7 separate regions of the Mus musculus genome follow, and regions 1, 2, 3, 4, 6 and 7 are each linked to region 5. The links are chromatin contacts, called in public HiChIP or PLAC-seq, Micro-C and promoter capture Hi-C maps. All regions are on one chromosome and are shown on one strand. The core of a region is the stretch at or near the end of the contact, and the rest is flanking DNA. Distances in the headings are between cores, read along the strand shown.

What was found. Promoter capture Hi-C pulls out the DNA fragments that hold promoters and counts their contacts. A called contact is a pair of places that touch in the nucleus more often than the background predicts. HiChIP or PLAC-seq counts read pairs in DNA pulled down with a chosen protein or histone mark. Capture Hi-C pulls out chosen DNA fragments and counts their contacts.
Region 1: an H3K27ac HiChIP or PLAC-seq map of embryonic stem cells shows a contact between it and region 5, with 3 times the contacts expected there. The contact joins the promoter of Snta1 here to the promoter of Mapre1 in region 5. A contact is called at or near these places in 3 of 115 datasets of contacts at active chromatin or transcription factors (all in embryonic stem cells).
Region 2: a contact with region 5 is called in a promoter capture Hi-C map of adipose tissue. The contact joins the promoter of Pdrg1 here to the promoter of Mapre1 in region 5. A contact is called at or near these places in 1 of 39 promoter capture datasets (pre-B cells), 1 of 484 Hi-C or Micro-C datasets (CD4 T cells), 2 of 115 datasets of contacts at active chromatin or transcription factors (extraembryonic endoderm stem cells and microglia) and 2 of 9 other capture datasets (adipose tissue and liver).
Region 3: a promoter capture Hi-C map of liver shows a contact between it and region 5. The contact joins the promoter of E2f1 here to the promoter of Mapre1 in region 5. A contact is called at or near these places in 1 of 484 Hi-C or Micro-C datasets (muscle stem cells), 3 of 115 datasets of contacts at active chromatin or transcription factors (embryonic stem cells and extraembryonic endoderm stem cells) and 2 of 9 other capture datasets (adipose tissue and liver).
Region 4: a contact with region 5 is called in a promoter capture Hi-C map of pre-B cells, with 5 times the contacts expected there. The contact joins the promoter of Chmp4b here to the promoter of Mapre1 in region 5. A contact is called at or near these places in 7 of 39 promoter capture datasets (the 3T3-L1 cell line, cranial neural crest, hematopoietic stem and progenitor cells and 4 more), 1 of 484 Hi-C or Micro-C datasets (myocytes) and 1 of 115 datasets of contacts at active chromatin or transcription factors (memory CD8 T cells).
Region 6: a contact with region 5 is called in a promoter capture Hi-C map of pre-B cells, with 5 times the contacts expected there. The contact joins the promoter of Xkr7 here to the promoter of Mapre1 in region 5. A contact is called at or near these places in 2 of 39 promoter capture datasets (liver and pre-B cells) and 1 of 484 Hi-C or Micro-C datasets (embryonic stem cells).
Region 7: a Micro-C map of embryonic stem cells shows a contact between it and region 5, with 11 times the contacts expected there. The contact joins the promoter of Cbfa2t2 here to the promoter of Mapre1 in region 5. A contact is called at or near these places in 4 of 484 Hi-C or Micro-C datasets (CD4 T cells, Th1 cells, embryonic stem cells and 1 more), 2 of 115 datasets of contacts at active chromatin or transcription factors (extraembryonic endoderm stem cells and thymic regulatory T cells) and 1 of 9 other capture datasets (liver).

The regions. Positions count from the first base shown.
Region 1 is chr2:154,406,817-154,409,763 of GRCm38.p6, forward strand. Snta1 (syntrophin, acidic 1) reads right to left here and starts at 1,268. Exons shown (of 8, transcript NM_009228.2): 1 at 864-1,268. The coding sequence starts at 1,155.
Region 2 is chr2:153,014,092-153,016,888 of GRCm38.p6, forward strand. It overlaps Pdrg1 (p53 and DNA damage regulated 1), which reads right to left and starts at 1,292. Exons shown (of 5, transcript NM_178939.2): 1 at 1,143-1,292. The coding sequence starts at 1,229.
Region 3 is chr2:154,568,336-154,571,190 of GRCm38.p6, forward strand. E2f1 (E2F transcription factor 1) reads right to left here and starts at 1,557. Exons shown (of 7, transcript NM_007891.5): 1 at 1,154-1,557. The coding sequence starts at 1,399.
Region 4 is chr2:154,655,398-154,658,278 of GRCm38.p6, forward strand. Chmp4b (charged multivesicular body protein 4B) reads left to right here and starts at 1,629. Exons shown (of 5, transcript NM_029362.3): 1 at 1,629-1,974. The coding sequence starts at 1,785.
Region 5 is chr2:153,740,028-153,742,727 of GRCm38.p6, forward strand. It overlaps Mapre1 (microtubule-associated protein, RP/EB family, member 1), which reads left to right and starts at 1,260. Exons shown (of 7, transcript NM_007896.3): 1 at 1,260-1,392.
Region 6 is chr2:153,030,425-153,033,452 of GRCm38.p6, forward strand. Xkr7 (X-linked Kx blood group related 7) reads left to right here and starts at 1,428. Exons shown (of 3, transcript NM_001011732.1): 1 at 1,428-2,174. The coding sequence starts at 1,591.
Region 7 is chr2:154,435,080-154,438,134 of GRCm38.p6, forward strand. Cbfa2t2 (CBFA2/RUNX1 translocation partner 2) reads left to right here and starts at 1,405. Exons shown (of 11, transcript NM_172860.2): 1 at 1,405-1,557. The coding sequence starts at 1,524.

The DNA of each region.
Region 1 (2,947 bases), core at 18-2,517, 670 kb after region 5:
GTTAGGGAAGGAGTCAGTCGGTAAAGTGCTTGCTTGGCATCTATAAAGCTCTAGGCTTGATCCCCAGCACAACATAAACCTATTTTAGCAGCAGAGCCCAGTAATCCCAACACTCTGGAGGTGGAAATAGGAAGATTATATTCAGTGTTCTCCTCTGCTACATAGTGACCATGTGTCTAGCCTGGCATACATGAGATTGAGATCATGCCAAACACTTGTCAGTCTTGGAAACTAAGAATTCTCAGGAAGGAATGGCAACTCTGGGTTCACTCTCTCCATGTACCTGTTCATGTACAAATGGGCAGATGAGGAGACTCAACCCTAGCCATCAGGACTCCCAGCATAGGCAAACAGCCTCTGAAGCCCAAGATGTCTAGGTCCTTACTGGCCCCTTCTCTGCTAATGCCTGTGCCTCCTACCCATCTCTGGCACCCACATTGGGCTCCCAGACTCCAGGCCTTTACCAGTCTGCCTAGGTTGTGTCTCATGACTTCCACCTCCTTCTTGTTCTAGCAGTGTCCCAGGCCTCAAGTCCCTTTCCTTTCACCGCCGCCCCCGCCCCTGTCAGTCTTCCCGGGGACCCTCCTGCCCTTGGTACCCATAGCTACCATTTTGCTTCAAAACAGAACTAAGCACCAATGTCCTTGGTGCGCCCCCCCATCCTTCCACACTTGTGTCTTCTGAGTCACCTGAACTCCCCAAGCCCCTTCCGACCTTGGTGCTCTTCCCTCACTCTGTTCCTTCCTCCCCCGGAGACTCCTTTCCGCCCTAGACAGGTTTTCGTTTACCAGCCCCCATGACCCCTGAGCGCTCCGCAGCAGCACAGACAACACGACCCCGTGCCCTGGGTGCCCCACACCTACCCTTGATGCTGATGCCCAGCCCGCCGGCGTCGGCCTTGCGCACCGTCACGCGGCGCCGCTGGAGCAGCAGCGCTTCTGGCAGCTGTGGGGGCGCCGCGCCGGGCTCAGCGGCGCCGTTGAGCTGCGCGGGCTCCGGCTCCGGGCCGGGCTCGCCGTCGGCGGGACTCACGGTCAGCGCGTCCTCCGCCAGAGAGAGCAACACCCGCTGCCACCGCTCGCCACCCGCCCCGGAGCCCGCCCCGCAGCGCAGTTCCAGCAACCCGGTGCGCGGAGCGCGCCTGCCTGACGCCATCTTCGCCTCGAAGTCCCAGTACACTGCGCTCGCCCGGTCCCGCCGTACCCGGCCCGCTCCGACCCAGCGCCCAGGGCAGAGGGCGGCGGGGCAGCAGAGCCAGTCGCCACCCTACCCCGGCCTCGGGGGCGGAGCTTCGGAGGACAGGCTGTCGGGGGCGGGGCTAACGGGGGCGGGGCCCCGGGAGTGACTGAAGAGACGCTACCCGGTAAACTAAAGATGTGCAGCGGGATCACTTGGGAGTGGGTCAGAACCGCGTTCCCTCACGGCCACAGTTAGAGGAGGTTGAGGGTGGGGCGCTCTGCGGAACATAAAGGGGCCGGATTCTATGGATGGGGCAACACAAGGATCCAGTTCTGTGCGCCGTCGAGGATTGGACCGTAGCTCGTGGAAGCTGAAGGACAAGAAAAAGAATCAAGGATCCTGGGGTAGGGCTGCCTGTGTCAGGACCATAGGCTCCAGGGACTTTGCAGACAGAGTTAACTGGCAAACGAGCTAAGGAAGATGGTTTCTCACGTTTTGTGAGCCATGGGGAGAGGGTACCAGTAACAGTCTGTGGGCCTGACTCAGCTTAAGGGTGCAGCCTCTAAAGAGGTAAGCCTACCCACCCACCAGGAGGAGAAATGCCACTCCTTTGAGGGTTTGGTCCCATCACTTGAAGGTAGAGGCTGAAGGGTCTGCAAGTTTGAGTCCAGTCTAGGCTACATGAGACCCTGCCTTTAAAAAATAAAAATAAAAGTGAAAAGACATAAAGAGATAGAAGGCTCAGCGGTTAAGAGCATGGGCTGAAAAAAAAAAAAAAAAAAAAAAAAGCCGGGCGTGGTGGTACACGCCTTTAATCCCAGCACTTGGGAGGCAGAGGCAGGCGGATTTCTGAGTTTGAGGCCAGCCTGGTCTACAGAGTGAGTTTCGGGACAGCCAGGGCTACACAGAGAAACCCTGTCTCAAAAAACCAGAAGAGAGAGAGAGAAAGAGAGAGAGAGCATGGGCTGCTCTTACAGTGGAGCAGAGTAAAATTCACAGCATGCACATTGGGCAGCTCACAACCACTTGTAACTCCAGCTCCATGGAGATCTGACACCACTAGTTTCCTTGGGAACCTGTATTCACATTGCAAACAAGTACACCCATGCACACAAAAATAGTGAAAATAAATAAAATGACATATGATTTTATATATATATATATATATATATATATATATATATATATATGCAATACATGTATGTCACTTATTCTGTGTTTGCATGACACATGAGCTGGCTGATCTATGCTATCATTTGTGCCTTGGGTAAACCCTGCATAACTGAGACACATGAGTACTAAAAGCAGACCTCTCTTCTAACCTGGGTCTTTCTGGCTTCCAGGCTCACATCCCTCCTACTCCCTTGCCCTGCATGCATAGCAACAGGAGATAATTTCACTCTTCACTCACGGAGCACTTATCGAACTAAGCAAGATGCCATCCATTTGCAATCACAGCATTCTGGAGACTGAGGCAGAAGGATCATGATTAATTCTAGACGAACTATAGTTCATAGCAAGTTCCAGGTTATACTTTTTAAATTATTTTAATTTCTTTGTGGATTGATGTTTTGCCTTTATGCGTATCTGTGCTCCACATATAGTCCTCGAGGGCCAGAAGAGGACACCAGATTCCAGAAACAAGAGTTAAAAATAGTTTTGAGCTGCTATATGTATGCTTGGAATTGAACTCCAGACTTTAAGTTAAATATTGAAGGACAAGCTAGGCCTACTAAGGAAGATCTGTAATCTCAGATACTCAGAAAGG
Region 2 (2,797 bases), core at 42-2,541, 730 kb before region 5:
ACAGGAGCAGATGGGGACTCAGCTGCCTCCAGCCCCAATCTGAAGAGACAAGGTATCATTTCTGGCTAAGTTCCAAGGTCTTGCCTAACATGGAGGACTCAGGTGGGAAGGTGCTTCTTTACCCACTCAGCTTCCAGCTCCTCTGCTTCGACACAAACCTCCTTCCTCCAGAGAAGGTGCTAGGAAAATGCCTGCAGATTGAATCATTTTGTGTCATCCAGTCAACCTTGAGAGTGTACCAGAGTCACCAGGGAGTGAGCTGAGTGTCTTCTCTAGACAGTGACTACTGACACACTCTTGTTAGGTAACTCTGACAGTCTCACCAGACACTCAACCATACTGGACTGGAACAGCTGTGGCATGGTACCACTATGACAGCTAACTACTCAAGAGGTGACATCTGGGGCCGCAGCTAGTGAACCACCAAGCCTTCTCAAATATAGACCACAAAGAACCATTATGGCCATTATGACAGCGTTTGAAGACCATCAAATATATCAAGTATATGTCTCGCCCCATCACTACCATCTGGTCTAACTCTAGACCATCGGGATCACCTGAATGGTTCCCCGCTCTCTAGGAAGCAGCCAGAGAGAGGCATTTAACATCCAAATGCACGCCTATAATCCCAGAACTCAGGAGACTGACAAGGATAGACCACGGATTGTTCAAGGCTAACCTAGACAACACAGTAAGCCCTCTAAAGTTTAGAGTCTAAAGCAACCGATCCCCAGCACGAACTCCCTTTAGGGACTAACCACTTACCACAGAAACAGAACCAAGCACCCCTTTCGGATCTACGAGGCCCTCAACCCCTCACCCCCGCGCCCGACACCCACACACCCACACATCACACCCACACACCCCAGCGCATTGCCCAGACACATGCCGCCCATGTCTCAGTAACCTGATTCACGATGGGCCAGGGACTGCGTTTGGAAAGTGGTGTCAGGGGAGCCTCCCGCAGACAGTGAGAATCCAGGAGACCAGCAATGACCGGGCAGGGTGAAAGGAAGGCGACTATCCAGCACAGAACCAGTGCTCGCTCCGCGCCAGGCCGCTGGGACCAGTGACGCCGGAAGACCGGGTGAGCTCCCTGCCACCCCGCGCACTTACGCGCTCGCAGCCGCCACGTCTCTCACCTGCCGCTTGTCCGACAGCACGGCCTCGGCCAACTCCTCTACTTCGACCAGGTACCGCAGCACCCGCTCCGCCTCGGGGGACAGCATGGTGCCACGCACCTCTTCTGACACACTGCTACAACTTCACCTTGGCTCCTTCCGCGCACGCGCTGTTCTGGGACTTCCGGCACGCCTGCGCAGTGAAAAGAGCAAGCGCCGCAGCGGGGCTCCAGAGGGGCGGGGTAGGCTTTGGGAGCGGGGCAGGTGCGCCCCCTACAGGCTCTGAAGGAGCAACACAACGCACTGTCCATTTCCCTCCCTTCAAAGGGTTCCTGGGCATCCACTACATACCAGATTGGGTGTCAGGAACGCGGCTGCAAATAAAACATCCCGACTCTAGGAACGTCGTCCCATTGGAAAACAACGAACACTGAAGGCAAAATAATTACACATTATGGAAGGTAGTGATAAGGGATTTGGAGACACAGAGATCATAAAGTCCCGGTTTAACGACGCCCAGAAACTGAGTGTGGCAGACAGACTCATATTTTAATCCACGACGTTTTCAGCTTCCAGTTTGTAAATAATGGGTGATAGAAATTCCCCTCACTCTCTCTCTTTCTCCCCGGAAGATGGAAAGGAAGCAGTAATTATTTTAAATTGCATCTGGCTGCAGCATTTGTTGAATCTAATGTCCACAGTAGCAAGCCGAGATTCACAGAAGGAGCTGGAAACTGTCCAGGGGAGCAGTGGAGTGTCAGTAAGAGCGTAAGAGTGAATTAGGATCCAGGACTTCCCAGAGGAGGCGTGTGTGTGTGTGTGTGTGTGTGTGTGTGTGTGTGTGTGGTGACTGCCTGACAGAACCGGAGGGGTCCCCCAATGTTGCAAAGCTGGAGGCTCAGACGCTGGGCCTGGGAGTTTCTGCCTCACCAATCCTCTTTTGTTTTTCCGTGTGCGAAACTGGAATTACCCCAGTGCCTCTCAAACACCACGCTCTACCACTGAGCTATATCTCATCTATTTTCTTGTGTGGTGTGTGTGTGTGTGTGTGTGTGTGTGTGTGTGTGTGTTGCATGCGTGTAAGGGTGCTCTGTGCTCCTGCAGACACAAGCAGAGGCCAGACAGATTAGGGTGTCAGGTGTCTGTCTCTCCCTGATATTCTCACCTTATTGTCTTGAAATAGAGCCTCTCCTTGAAACAGAAGCTCACTTTTGGGCTAGGCTTGCTAGACATTGAGCTCTCTGGATCTGCCTGTCGCTGTTTGTTGCTGCTCACACAGCCATGTCTGGGTTTTTCTGTAGGCGCTTGAGATTCAAACTCAGATCCTTATTCTTGCAAAGTGAACACTCTTCATTCACGGAGCCACCTCCCCTAAGGCCTAACTCTGAGGTTCACTTTTTAGTCTCCTTTTTTGGACTCTGGGAAACTTAGCCCATTCATATTCTTTGCCTCACTTGAATTTCACGGACACTTTTTTTTTCTCACAGGATTATGCCTGTTTAGTTTTATAGCTGCAGGCTGAGGCTGAGAGAAGGGCTAATCAGTCACAAATTCCCCGGGGTGGAGGGTGCTGGTCTCTTTTTCACAACTATCTATGGACATTGACAAACTGTGCCTCACGAAGCCTGGAAACACCTCTTTCTTGTCTGGCTTTGGGCTACCTTCAATTACTAGAG
Region 3 (2,855 bases), core at 307-2,806, 830 kb after region 5:
GCTGCCCACAAGGTTAAGTGAGTAAAGTGCTTAGCACAGAGCCTGGCACACAAAACATCCTCAAAACAATGGTGGTTGCTATTGTTATTATTATTAGCATCTTGGTGATTCCGGAAGGAAGGCAGCACTGGGCGCTGTGCCAAGGGGAGTAAGGGGCCTACTCTAAGATGCCTCAGGGACCAGCTGCCACCCACACCCCCATCAGGAGTTGAACAGCTTCTTCTCTGATACTGGGCCTTGCCCTCGCCCCTCCTGTCCACTCCACCCCTACAATGAAGATAGTGGCCCACTCACGGAGCTGGCCCCTGCTTAGATCCAAGTTCCACTCTCCTCGTACCCAGCTGCCTTTTCTAGGCCCCCTGCCTAAAGTGGTCTTGAGCTACTTGCTTAGAATCAGGAAGAGACTTTTATCCAGGGATCTCCCTCCCACGTCTTCTCTCTCCAGGAACTGGAGGCCCCTTCTCAGGGGCCCAGCCCACCCAGTCTTCCAGAGGCTCAGAGGTCTGTCCGCCTGATTAATAAAGTTCCATGGCAACCAGGAGCTGGAAGGGTGGCAGATGGAAGAACAGGCAAAGGAAGGGTTGCAGCAGCTGGCCCAGCACCCCGCCCCTGCAGAGAAGGCCTCCCAATCAAGAGGCCTATCCCCAGAGGCCTGGAAGGCCAGGCCTGCACCTGGCAGAGCTACTAAGGAGGATCTCCCGAAGATGTCTCTAACAGTCACCCTCTCTCACCTCCAACAAGCAACTGTGCGCACTCCCTAGCCATAGGTTCTGCAGCAAGCCAGCAGACATCAGTTCAAATATCAGCCCCACCATCTGCAGCTGCGTGAAGCACTTCCCCATCTCTGGGCCTCAGTTCCTCCCTCTGGCAGATGGGCACGTGACAACACCCAGCTCACACCAGAATTGGGAATTTGGTGCCAAAGCCTGAGCGTGCACTAAGCAAGCACCAGCTGGATACACGTGAGACACAATCATTAATGGTTCCGACGCTCCGGTGAAGACGCCGAGGCCCGGAGCGAGGCTCAGCAAACAGACAGGCAAGGCAGTCAGTCAATGCGCGCCCCGGGGCGGAGCCCCGAGGCCCAGCCCAGGCTCCGCGCCGCCCAGCGCAGCAGCCCGTCCCCTCCCCCGCCCGCGCCTAGGGTCCGTACCGGCGGGCGGCCGAGAGCCGGGCGCGGTGCACTAGGCGCGGGTCGGGGCGCCTGCGGCGTGGCGAAGAGCAGCACGTCAGAATCGCGAGGGCCAGTGGGCGGCGCGGCGGGGAGCTGCGGGGCGCCGACATCGGGCGCGGTGGAGATGATGACGATCTGCGAGGAGTCGAGCAGCCGCAACGCGCCCGCCCCGAGCAGGGCCTCCAGCGCTGGCGCGTGCTGGCCGCCCGCGGGGGCTACGGCCATGGCGCTCACGGCCCGCGTGGCCCGGGAGGCAGGCGGCGGCGGCGGCGCGGGCCCATGACTGGCAGGCCGCGGCGAGGGCTCGATCCCGCTCCGCCCCGGCCGCCGCTGCCTGCAAAGTCCGGGCCACTTTTACGCGCCAAATCCTTTTTGCCGCGAAAGAGCCACGCGCCGCCGAACGCCTCCTCCATTGGCCGGGGCGGCTGTGACGACGGAGGCTCCGATGGCGAGCATTGGTTGCGGCGTGCGGGGCAGGAGACGGAGGGTGGGACCAGGGGCGGGGTGGCCAATCCCGGGGCGGGGCGCGCGCAGGCTTTGTCCGGGCGGTGCCGGGCGCCTTCTCCCCTCTGCCTCTCGCCGTGCCCTGCAGGAGGCGTGGGCAATGGGCCCCGCCCCTTCACCGCCCACTCGATGGGTGGCGGGTCTGGCGAAGCGAACAAACTTCGTACTCGGTTCTGCACGTCCCGCAGTCTCCACATGACCCCCTAAACTCTCAACCTGTGGTCTCCACCCCCTCAGTTTACAGCCCAGAGACTGCCTCTTCAGGCTCACCTCCAAAGCTCGCTTCAGCCACATCTCCGGTCTTAAGATCCATTTATTCCATTAGTTCACATCATGCTTTCTTCCCTATCCTGTCACCCAGAAGCCAAGCCCAAGAGGGGAGCCAGGAAATGAGTAAGGGATGTGTGGCTTTGATCTCAGTGTCTTTTTACTGAAATTTCTTTCGTAGCCAGAGCCCAGTTAGCGTTCATTCATTTGGTCACTCCACAATGGCGCCTGCCTTTAATCCCAGCACTTGGGAGGCAGAGGCAGGCGGATCTTCCCAGTTCAGGTCATCCAGAACTACACAGTGAGACCCTGATCTCAAAAAAAAAAAAACGCCTGAGAGCGTTCACTGTCCCATCCTCAGTCCAGACCTTGACTCATGACTTAGTGAAAAGGAAAAAAAGGAAACACAGAAGCAGCAGATGTTTGCAATGTGAAGAGATTGGTCCATTAAAGTATCTCCTCTCATAGGGAGGTGCAGGGGCGAGGAGGGTGCGTATGGTGGTGCCTTTAATCCAGAGGTCCTCCATCAGCATTTCTGATTGCTGGGGTCAGCCCGTCTGATCAGCATTGTGGTCCTCTCTACTAGGCATCTTGCCAATACTGGGAATAGAAACATGAAAGGTTTAACAAGACCCACAAACTTCCTGTCCTTGGGGGTGGGGGAGATGACCACAAGAAGAGAGTAAGTAGCTGACAATATTCAAGTCCCCAGGTCCAGTGTAAGCTACAGGGAGCTCTCAAGCCGGGTTACTTTCTCCATGCTTCATGCTACTTAATCTTGGCCCCAACTCTGACCACATTACTCTGAGCTGGCTTAGCAGGGGCTGCTTCTCAGGCCCTTTCTGGGTATGAGAGAATTGGAGGCTGAGGGCAGAGGTGAGCAAGGACGCAATAAGGGGGCTGTGATGTT
Region 4 (2,881 bases), core at 379-2,878, 920 kb after region 5:
GGAACTCCAGGTTTCCTGTGTCAGCCACTATAGACAGACACTGCCCCTGGCTTTCAGCACCCTTTTAAAAACAAGAGTCCCGCAGAGGCAGGCGGATTTCTGAGTTCGAGGCCAGCCTGGTCTACAAAGTGAGCTCCAAGATGGCCAGGGCTATACAGAGAAACCCTGTCTCGAAAAAACCAAAAAACAACAACAACAAAACCAAGAGTCCCAATGTAGGTTCAAATTCTTCCCCAGAGACGGATGCCAATTGTGTGGTAAGAGTATTTAAGTTAAATTTGAGTTTTCTAATATAATCCCCCCAAACATGACTTTCTATACTCCTAGAGTGTCTTACTATTATTGTGACCAAAGCAACTCGGGGAGGAAATGGTTTACTGAGCTTATACTTCCATATCATTGATCATCATGAAAGCAGGTCAGAACTCAAACAGACAGGAGGTTTTTTCTTTTTCTTTCTTTCTTTCTTTCTTTCTTTCTTTCTTTCTTTTTTTTTTTTCAGTGCCAGAAATACAATTACATTCAGGAGGTTTTTTCAAGTCAGGGTTTCTCTGTATAGCCCTGGCTGTCCTGGAACTCAGTCTGTAGACTAGGCTGGCCTATAACTCAGAAATCTACCTGCCTCTGCCTTTGCCTCTGGGATTAAAGGCATGTGCCACCACATGGCAGCCCTCTTATCTCAGCCTTTCAAAAGATGTGAGATTATAGGCATGAATTGCCAAGTCCTGTTTAAAACACACATCTTTATTTGAGTGCCTGTAGTCAGCTGGGCCCTTTATATTCCTATCTCACTTACAAACTCTTTTAAGAGGACTTGTGACAATTTCAAATTTACAGCTTTGGAAAGCAAGAGGAAGTAAGTATCTAAATGAATATTCGAGGCTGATTTTGAAGCTTTGCTGTTGAATTACACTGCCAAGGTGGTTAGTCTATTTTAGGTTTCAGAAGGTCTCTTAGGTGAATAAAGAGAATGACAGCTCATCCAAGTAGAGAGAACTGACCGGTCTGGTAAAGTAAGCTAGTTAGACAGCCAGTTTCCTGGGCTTGATTCACTGACATATAAATTAGGAACAGCACAGATCCAACACTTCAGAGGCAGAGACAGGCCAGCCTCTGATCCTTAGGAACTTCAAGGCCAGCTTAGGCTACATGAAAGTCTGGTTCCAAAACAGACACACAAAATAGGAACAGCATTATCTGTTGTAAACTGCTTTAAGAATCAAATGTGATTATGATTGTAAAGTACTATGTTCCAGAGATCATAGAAAATGAGTGATGTTGTTATCACTATTACTTCCCGTGCTGTGAATTAGGTCCAGGGTTCTATCACGGACCAGCACAACGAACCCCTCTTTTTGTAATAGTTATTTCTTCTCTTCCTGGTCTTTCATCTCTACGGAACACATTCCAAAGAGACTACATTTTCCAGCATGCCACATTGCCCTTTGACCTCTGCGAGACTAAAAAGATGCGCCATAGTACGCCAGGAGCCGGAAAACTCAGACTCCCGGCTTGCAGCGCGCGGTCCTCCCTTAGACTCGAGGGGCTGCGGGCGCGTGGTGCTCTGGGAGCTGTAGTCAGCGGCGCGTTGCCCTGACGCCGGCCGGGCCCGGGCGTGGGGGCCTGTGGGAGGTGGCGCGGCCGGGCCCAGCTGCGGGGCGGAGGTGGAGGCGAGGCCTGCGGCTGCGGGGAGCGGCAGGCCGGGAGTGGGCGCGGGAGCCGAGCCGAGCCGAGCCGAGCCGAGCCGGAGTGGGCGCCGGAGGCCGGCGCGGCGAGCAGCAACCATGTCGGTGTTCGGGAAGCTGTTCGGGGCTGGAGGGGGTAAGGCGGGCAAGGGCGGCCCGACCCCCCAGGAGGCCATCCAGCGGCTTCGGGACACGGAGGAGATGTTAAGCAAGAAGCAGGAGTTCCTGGAGAAGAAAATCGAACAGGAGCTGACGGCTGCCAAGAAGCACGGCACCAAAAATAAACGCGGTGAGACGGCTGGGGCCCCATCAGACTCTCCACTGGCTCTCCTAAGGCTCCCCAGGCCCGGACTCCACTTTGTCTAACTCGTTTCGGGGTCTCTCTCGACTCTGGAACTCTCCGGCCAGACTTCTTTCGTTGTCCAGCCGAGCCGGGGATCCCTTTCCATCTGACTCCTTCTGGGTCTCCTTGAGCCGGTTCACTTGCATCATCAGACTCCCTTCAAACTCTCCCTACCCTGGCAGGCCTCTTCTGACCCAGATCTCACAGCACTTTAACTTTGCTCAGTCTGTTCCACTCTGTTCCATTGTATTCTTTTCTCTTTGGCCTCACCCATCTTCCCAGCCACTGCCTCTACCCCCACCTTGGTTCATTTCTTTGCCCCACCCTATCATTTATGTGTTTCTTGGTCCACCTCTGTCCTCTCCTGAGCCCTTGGTGACGTCTGAGCTGCCTTCTGCCCCTGACTTAGGAGTCTTCTTGAGAAGCTTCCTTTATGGAGAAAAAAGAGAACTGGGGAGTGAAGAGACCCTCTGGGACCCGCTCTGTCTGTTCACTTGTTGAGTGTACTTGTTAAGTTTTGAGTTCCACATCCACCGGCTAGGAGCTGGCCACTGGAAGACCTAAGATGTCGATAACCCTGTGATTCTCAGAGCTTCCGTGTTGTAAGCCTTACCCTCTTGTGACTCACCACTTCCCCGTTCCTCCTGAACCAGAAATGACGAGGACTCTGCCTCTGTTGACCCAGTCCTGTTGTTGATTGGAACTTGAAAGCTTCTTTGCTTCCTGTCTAGGAATCGAAACTGTCTAGGAAGTACCTTGTAGTTTTCTTCAGTGAGATGGATGTGAAAATGTGTGAATGACTGTAAAGAAAGTCAAAATGCTCATGTGTGTTTTTGTTACAACAATGTGAGCA
Region 5 (2,700 bases), core at 10-2,509:
CAGTAAAGAACATCCTTCCATGTCCTCTGCATCAGCTCCTGCTTCCTGACCTGTTTGAGTTCCAGTCTTGACTTCCTTTGGTGATGAACAGCAATGTGGGAGAGTAAGCTGAATAAATCCTTTCCTCCCCAAGTGCTTCTTGGTCATGATGTTTGTGCAGGAATAGAAACCCTGACTAAGACAGGTTGTATAAGAAAGCAGGCTGAGCAAGCCATGAGGAGTAAGCTAGTAACCGACATCCCTCCATGGCTTCTGCATCCACTCCTGGCTCTAGGTTCCTGCCCTGTTTTCCTTCAGTGATGAACAGAGATAATATGGAAGAGTAAGCTAAATAAGCACTCTCCTCTCCAAGTTGCTTTGGTCATGTTTCATTACAGGAATTGTAACACTAACTAAAACAGGCGCCAAATCTTTTTTTTTTTTTTTAAATTTAAAGGCAAACAATAACTGTGTAGCTCTCTGGCTGGCCTTGATCTCAGAGATTCTCTTGTCTCTACCTACTGAGTCCTGGGATTAAACGTTCATACCACCACAGTTATTTGTGGGCATATTTGCGTGTGTGTAGGCATGCGAGTGGCACTGCCCATGTGTGTTAGTCAGAGGACAACTTGCAGGACTCGCGTCTCACCTTCTATCAGTGGGTCCTGGGGTTTGAACTCATGTTGTCAGGTTTGGGGGCATGCACCTGCTAAAGCATTTCGATGGCCATTTTTTCTTTGTTGAGACCAGATCTCGCTGTGTAGCTCTGGCTAGCTTGCTACTGTAGACCAGGCTGGCCTTGAATTTACAGTGATTCTCTTTCCTGTCCAAGTGTACACGAGTGGCCTAGCACTCCCAGTTTTTTCTTTCTGAGACAGGGTCTCGTGTACCTCAGGCTGAACTCCCAGAGAGAGGGTCTGGGATGATGACAAAACGATTTGCTGGCAAGATAGGTGTGTTCCACCACAGCTGCCATCTGTGGTGTTGGGGACTGAAACCAGGGATTCATGTATGCTAGGCGAGCTAACCTTCCTCCCGAGCCTATTCATTAATCCATCTTGGTCAAACGAATTTTCTTCTGGGCTACAGCAAACCAGAATGTGCAACTGGACTCCGCCTCCTCAGAGGACTCACACGTCATTGGTCGCAACTGACCACGTGCCCAACAGGCTTGCTCCCCGCCCCCGGGCATGCCAGCTGTCGATCAAGCATTCGGCCCCGCCTCCGGCTCGCAGGCCAGTCCGTCTCTATAAAAGGCCGGGCGGGAGATGACGAGCCCCTGCGTCGGCGCGTCACGGCGGGGTGCGTGTGAGGTCATCGCGCGCGGGCGGGCGGGGTCCGACGGTTTGAACGAGACGAAGACGGAACCGGAGCCGGGCGCGCGGACGGCGGACGCGGGTCCTGAGAAAGCCGGTGAGGCGGCTGGCGGGCCCGGGCGGCGGCAGCAGTCGGGAATTCACGGGAGGCGGCTCCTCGTGAGCAGTGCGGAGCCGCGCGGGCAGTGGGGGGGAAGGGCGGGGCCGCGATCCGGTGCGCGGCCTGGGCCGGGGGCGCGCGCTCCGTTGTCCCGGGGGCGGGGCGTGGGCCGGAAGTGGGGGCTGCCTAGTGGTGACCGGCGAAGTCCTGACTTTGCGGCTGGGCCTGGAGGGTGTGTGCCCACGGGCGCGCGCGCGCGCGCGCGAGGGGCGCGGTGGGGACCCTGGGTGTAGGAGGCGTCGTTGCATAATGGGTGGGAGTTGGTCCGCGGAGTTGGCCGCAGAGTGCGACCTTAGGCAGGCGCTTCAGCCTCCCCGTGCCTCAGTTTCCTCCTCCGTAAAATGGAGACAGTAGAATTAAGCACAGAAAGGTTTCAGCTCGGTGCCTGGCAGAAGTCAGGCGGTCCGCGGGTGGTGGTTGAGTGCCTAGTAAATGCTAGGCCCCGGTCTCATCAGGGAGTAGACAGGCAAAGACATGCTTTCTAGGAGTCTGCTTTGTGGGTAGAGAGCCAGGAAGCAAGAAAATGAATACATGGCCAAGATAATTTCTGTAATTACTGTAAAAGGGCGATACCAGTACTGCAGGGTATAGCCTGACCTCTGCATCTTGGCGATGAGGATCCGGTGGCCCATTGAGGGAAGTTCAGCTAGGCCTGATGTCTGCCGGTGATGGGATGTCTTGACTAGCATTAATCAAGATAGCTCTTTAATGGGCACTTGTGTATAAGGCATTGTGTTAAGAGCTTGATGTAGCATTGTGTCATTTAATAGTCACATTGCCTTGAAAAGATGCTATCTTTATTCTCTTTCTTTCCCCTCTGTTGTGTTTTGCTCATTTTATTTTCTCTGTGGGGCTGAGAGGTGACTGCAGTTCCCCCACTGTGCTGAGCTGCTCATCATTCTTTTACAGAGGCGAGTCTGAGACTTTGGGTAGGGAAAGGACTTGCCTTACGTTGTCCAGCAAGTAACTCAACTCCAGAGTCATATCCTGTGTGCTACTCCTCCTTCTCCATCTAGAAACTGTTTCATACTTTTGTGGTGTCAAAGTGCCAGGACATAGAAGCTTGGGAGGCGGTGTGCTTTTCTGATACTTACCACAGCTCTGTGAGGAAGGTAGGGTCTTATTCATTTTACAGGTAAGCCATTTCTGAGGAAAGGAGACATGTTTCATACAGGGTCACATAGCTCTTTTTAGTGCCACCTCCCTCTTGCCTTTCCATAGGACTCTGGATGGTACTTGGAGAGG
Region 6 (3,028 bases), core at 178-2,677, 710 kb before region 5:
GTGATGAGTCTTTCTGACTGAAACCTCTAGCCTCCTGACAGCCTAAACATGGGCTGCTGGCCTCCAATCCACCTTGGAAAACTCCCTTAGCCCTTAACACCTCCCCTCTGCTTTTAGCTTTAGGCAACAGCTGGTACCCCAACCTCCCAAGCATCACTGAGACCAAAACGGTCCCTGGACACGAAAGGGAAGCCAGGCTGCAGGACAGCAGATGGCTGCTCCACCCAGCCCAGGGCAGCTGTCTCTTCTATCTTCCCTGTCACTCTGAGGCAGGGTGGTCCTTCCACCTCACTTCCTCCCCTCCTCACTCTTCCTCACTCCCTTGAGTTTTCAAAGCCTATTCGAGAGCCACGTTTGAATTTGTTTCTAACACTATGTGATTTTAAGCCACTAAATGTATCTTTTGACTCTATGTTTTCTCATCTATAGAATGGGCAGAACAATATAGACCATATAAATTGTGAGACTAAAATGATTAGCGATTCCTCATTGCTTAGAATAATGACAAAGAAATGGTTCAGTGTCCTAGGATATCCCATCCAAGCCAAGGTGTAGTTGTGTGGGAGTACTCAGGCACATGAGAGACCCCTAGCTCCTCTCATGGACTGTGTTTATAATGTTCCTCTGTTCTCTCCAGTTCCAGGCTGCTGCTTTGTGATCCCTGCTCCACTTTGGCTGCCAAGTCTTCTTGCTAAATCCTGACCTAGCCACCTAACTCCTCAGCTGACATTCTGCAGCAGGTGCCCCCGTTGTCACCTTCTGGCCCTTCAGGGTCCAATCCATCGGAAATCGCCAGTTTTATCGTTCTGCACCCCCACCCCCTCTTCCGGACATCCTAGAAAATGTGGCCTCCAGTGGTGATGGGAGTAGCTGTTTGCACTTGCTCTTTCCTTCCCAAGGGGTTCCCTCCCATCCCTTTCCTCTGCCTTGCCTAATCAGGCTAGTGGCCAGATGAACGCGGTTCCTAAAAGAAAGGTGATCGAGAGACCGAGAGACCGCAACTCAGAGAACCGCAGTTTCTCAGCTTGAAAAAGACAATGAGAAAAGAGATCTCTCAAGATCAAAGGAGGGGATGAAACAATAAGTGAACACGGGGGAACTAGGAAGTGGCGTTGGAAGGAGTGACTGCTAACGGGTTATGGCAGGTGCCCAAGCAGCTGCCCCCACCCCTGTCCTTTTATTCTCAGACCTCGGCCTCCCACCCTCCTGGGACATTGCAAGACCCAAACCACCGGAGGTACCACAGGAGATCAATGGAAAAGGAGAGGATAGGGCGGGGGCAGTCAAAGGGGGAGGCCAGAGGCAGAAAGCATGTGGTTGGGCCCCACGCCTCCGAGGAAGCCATGCGAGGGTGACCTGGGATGCTCTCCCCACCCCGGCCCCCTCCCTTCCCAGGGGGCGGCCCACATCCAGGCCGGAGCCCGGGCGGGGCGGCGCCGGCAAGGATGAATAATTGAGGTAGAGGGGAGGAGGAAGAGGAGCGGCGGAGGAAGAGCGGGAGGCGGGAGCCGCCCGCGCAGGGTCCTCCCCACTCCGCACCCCACCCGCTCCGCCGCCCGGAAGTCGCTCCCCGCCTCCTGCTCCGCCAACATGGCCGCGAAGTCGGATGGAGCGGCGGCCGTGGCCGGCCCGGGGCCCGAGGGGCCGGCGGGAGCAGATCGGGGCGGGGCGGGAGGGCGCGGGGAGGCTGCGGCGGGGATCGCGGGCCCGGGACCGGTGGAGGCGGGGTGCCCGGGGCCACGCTACGAGCTGCGGGACTGCTGCTGGGTGCTGTGCGCGCTGCTCGTGTTCTTCTCCGACGGCGCCACCGACCTGTGGCTGGCGGCCTCCTACTACCTGCAGGGTCAGAGCACCTACTTCGGCCTCACCCTGCTCTTCGTGCTGCTGCCCTCACTGGTCGTGCAGCTGCTCAGCTTCCGCTGGTTCGTCTACGACTACTCGGAGCCCGCGGGGACCCCGGGACCCGCCGTCAGCACCAAGGACAGCGACATAGTCGGAGCCGCCATCAGCACCAAGGACAGTGCTGTCGCCTTCCGGACCAAAGAAGGTAGCGCGGAGCTGGTCCCCCGGCCCGCACCATCCTCGGCCGGCACCTACCGCCGCCGCTGCTGCCGCCTCTGCGTCTGGCTACTGCAGACCCTCGTTCACCTCCTGCAACTCGGCCAGGTCTGGAGGTAGGAAAAGAGCAGGTGAAGGAAGCTTGAGTCTGGGAGTGGGATGCCGCCCCAGATCTGCTCTGGCCTTTCTAGCCCGCCCTGCTCCTGTCCTGACCCTCACCCCGACCCACTCCATTGCCGCTCTCATTTCTTTGCAGTCAGCTCCTCACCTCTGCAAAACTCTGTTGGAACCATAGCTTTGATCTGGCTAATGGGGCAAGATGGGGTCAGAGATTCTGAGTGATGTATGCAGAGAACAAGGGGACACTTGGAACAGGACCACAGCGATCCTTCCAGTCCTGACCCTTCCCCCATGTCCAGGTACCAAGCCTCGACTTAGGAAACCACTCAGAAGTCCTCCCTACCACTCACAGGCACTCAGTTTAGAATTGCAGCCCACCCCAACATCCTGGAAAAGGCAGCTAAATGACTATCCCGCCCAAACTTTCTGGTTTTGTAGAGAAAGGGCCTGGGGTGAACCCAATTCAGCACTGGTTAGCTCCTACTTCCTAAGGAGCTCCACAGTGCCGTCCCATCCCCCAAAAGGGACCAAGGAGATTTGGAATCTTGACTCTGACACTAGATGGCTACTGGCTGACCCTTAGTCTTCAGACCGGATGCTGAGGCTTCATTCAAACTGTTCACTTGCAGGCTTCATCCTTTGCCAGCAAGTAGGGTGCCTGCTGGGCTGAGGTAATTGGAGAGAGGGGGAATTCTAAACCACAGCTCCTCTCAAATCAGGATTACTCTAGTTCCTTGGGCTGTACTCTGCGGTGACAAAATGGGTTTGCTTACTGTGTGATCTTAGGCACACCTCCTCCTCCCTCCAAGTCTGTTCTCTCACCTGTGAAATGAGAGGAATCTCTGCTCTT
Region 7 (3,055 bases), core at 155-2,654, 700 kb after region 5:
TGCCAGGCTGGCTTCATTTTAGTTATAGTTCCTGATTTTGAATCTTTGAGAGACAGAATGGCAGAGAACTCATGCTAGGATCAGAGTACTTTCTTGGGTTGCTCGGAGGATTTATGTTTTGAGTTTGCTAACAGAAATAGGTGGACAACCCAGTGGGAGAGACTCTAGCGAATGTGTAGAAAAGGGGAGAAACTGTATTTGGTACTGAGATGGTTAATTGCAGAGTGTATAAAAGCAGCTGTTGAAGACAGGCTAGTGACTCTTGCTTACAATCCCAGCACTTGGGAGGCCACGGGAGGAGGATGTGTGAGAGTTCCAGGCTTTTGTGGCTACACTGTGTGTTCCAGCCCAGCTAGACATACAAAATAGGCCCTTTTCAGAAACAACTTTTTGTGAGGCCTGCTGGTGTTATAGACACAGCTTTGGGAGATAGACTTAGAAGTATAGCTTAAGGTTCAAGGCTAACCTGGTGTAGGTCAGTGAGTTCAGAATAGCCAAATGTACATTATGACATTGTTTCAACAAACCAAAATAAACCTGCACTTAACCAGGCCTGGTAGTTCAGGCCTTTAGTCCCAAGCACTTGGGAGGTAGAGTTAGGTAGATAGATTATCTGTGAGTTCCAGGACAGCTAGAGCTACAAGTGAGACTGTGTCAAAAAACCACCACCAACAACAAAAAAACCCCTGCACATACACGTGCCCCTCCTCACAAACACAGACAAACCCCACAAAGCCCCTTGATCTGATACAGAAATCAGTAATGACAGCTAGTTGTTTTAAACATTTAGATTCCTATAGCCGCAAAAGATGTAGAAATCTGCGAGATAGCTAATTTGGCAAAGATGCTTGCTGTCAAACAAACTTGATGCCCGAAATTTGACCTGCTGGATCCACAGGGTGAAAGGAGAGCCTGCTCCCGACTTGTTCTCTGACATTCACATACATGCGTTGGACTCCCTCAAACATATACACGCACACATATGCAATAAGTCAATGTAAAAACAAATAAGTAAAAGGAGGAAAGAACAATTTTAACACCCAATACAACCGTCAAAGCGTTACAAGGCCTGCACCTGAAACGTCCCTCCCCGAAGCCCCGCCCCGGGACTCCGCCCCCGTTCCTAGGTTGCCGCCCAGGCCACATCCGGAAGTCTGGAGCTCGGAGAAGGGCGGCTCCCTGCGGCCACGCATAGCGCGCGGGAGGCGGGTCGAAGTGCAGGCCGCTCCAGGATAGGACGCAGCCTGGCGCGGAAGGGGCGGGCCAGGTCAGGAGGCGGTGCTTCGCGTGAGCGCCCTCGGGCCCGTCTTCCGCGTGCGTTGGTCTGCGCGCGGGAGCGCGCGGCGGGGGCGTGCCGGGGCTGTCTGGGGGCGGGGCGGCGCGCGGCCTAACGGCGGCGGCGGCAGCGGCGGCGGCGGCGCTGGTGCGGGCGAGTTCGGCGGGTGCAGGTCCCGGCCTGCGCCTGCGGAGGGCTCAGGCAGAGGGTCGAAGCGAGCGGCGCTCGCGACAGACTGCGCTCCGCGATGGTGGGCGTCCCTGGAGCGGCCGCCTTCCAACGTAAGTGGGGCGGGAAGGCGGACGGCTGAGGGGTGTGTGTTGAGGGGCCTGCTGCTCCATAGGCGGGAGGCTTTGCAGAGGCCCCCCGGCGGGAGGCCTGGGCAGGGAAACTGAGGCCGGGATTGGGGCACTGGATCCAAGGTCATGCGGCTCCCCGGCCTTCCGGGGCCCTCGGGGCTATCCCGGCGCTTCCTGTGGGGCTCGCGGCTCCGGGTGCTGAGCAGGACTGTGTGGAGCGGCCTTGGAGCTCAGGCCTGGCGGGCGCCCTATGGACTGTCCGCGAGAGAAGTATTGTTTTGTTTTCGCGGCATCGGGGCTGAAAGTCCGGTCCCGGGAAACACGCCGGAATTGGAGCGACGAGTGGTAGATGTTGGAGGATGCCGGGCTGATATTCCGGAGGGCCCTGTTGAATGTAGGCTCTGGGGTCGGACTGCTTTGGGTTCATGTCCTGGCTCCCTCGCGAGTAGGCTGTGACCTTGGCGCTCCAAAAGTCTCAGTTGCTCGATCTGAAAAATGGGTTGTGAGGAACGTACTCTGAATGCTCTGTAGTAGGGTTTAGTGAATCCAGTAAAATCCCCTGAACACACAGTTGCACATCATACTCAAGTGTGAAAACTCACTATCGTAATCACAGTTTGTTATGTGTGTTCCTCGGAAAAGTCCGAAGTTGGCGTCTGGTTGTGTTTTGTTAGTTTGTTTAATATTGTCTTTGACTAGTCCTACTATGTGACTCAGTTGTGTTTTTATTCTTACCTCCATTTCGCTATCCCATTTACAGACGTTCTTCCTAGAATTGTAAGATCCTTGGAGGAGGGATGGCATCGTTTAATAAGAACAATAAAAATTTAATTGTCATTAAAATAGCAGTAATAGCCAACATTACTTGAGCACCAGGCAATTTGCATTCGATTCATTTAATATTTATTAAATCATCTAAATACAAATTATCACTCTAAGTCCAGAGACTATGGCAACAAACTTGACAGACTAGATTCTGAATTTGAGTTTAAGAGAGGGACTCGTGCTTTGTGGATATTTCTTTGTCTATGCCAGGTGACAGTCTAAAAACAGGTATTTGAGGCACGTTGGAGGCTGAGTTTGAGGTCAGCCTGATCTATACAGGCCAGCCAGGGTTACATTGTGGCACCCTGCCCCAAACAAAACAAAATAACAAAAACAACAACAAAACCCTAAAAATAAAACAAAAAAATGAATAAAAGCTAACATCAGGTGTTGCAGGATGTCCGTTGTGCAAGGATAAAATGAGGCCTCTTGAGAGCTTTTAGCCCCTCCCCTCTTTGCTCTTCAGTTCAGCAGTTATAGCGGAGGATTCATACAGCCTTTTTCTTGGGCTCTCATTCCAAATTGAATGGAAAAAGATACAAACTAGATTTTCCCACCAATGCCTTCTGTAGTTAAGTGTGCTGTTGCTGCTCTCAATGGTCTTCTGAAGGGAGACAAGTAACCCTTAGGTTTGATGGTATCATATATAAGAAAA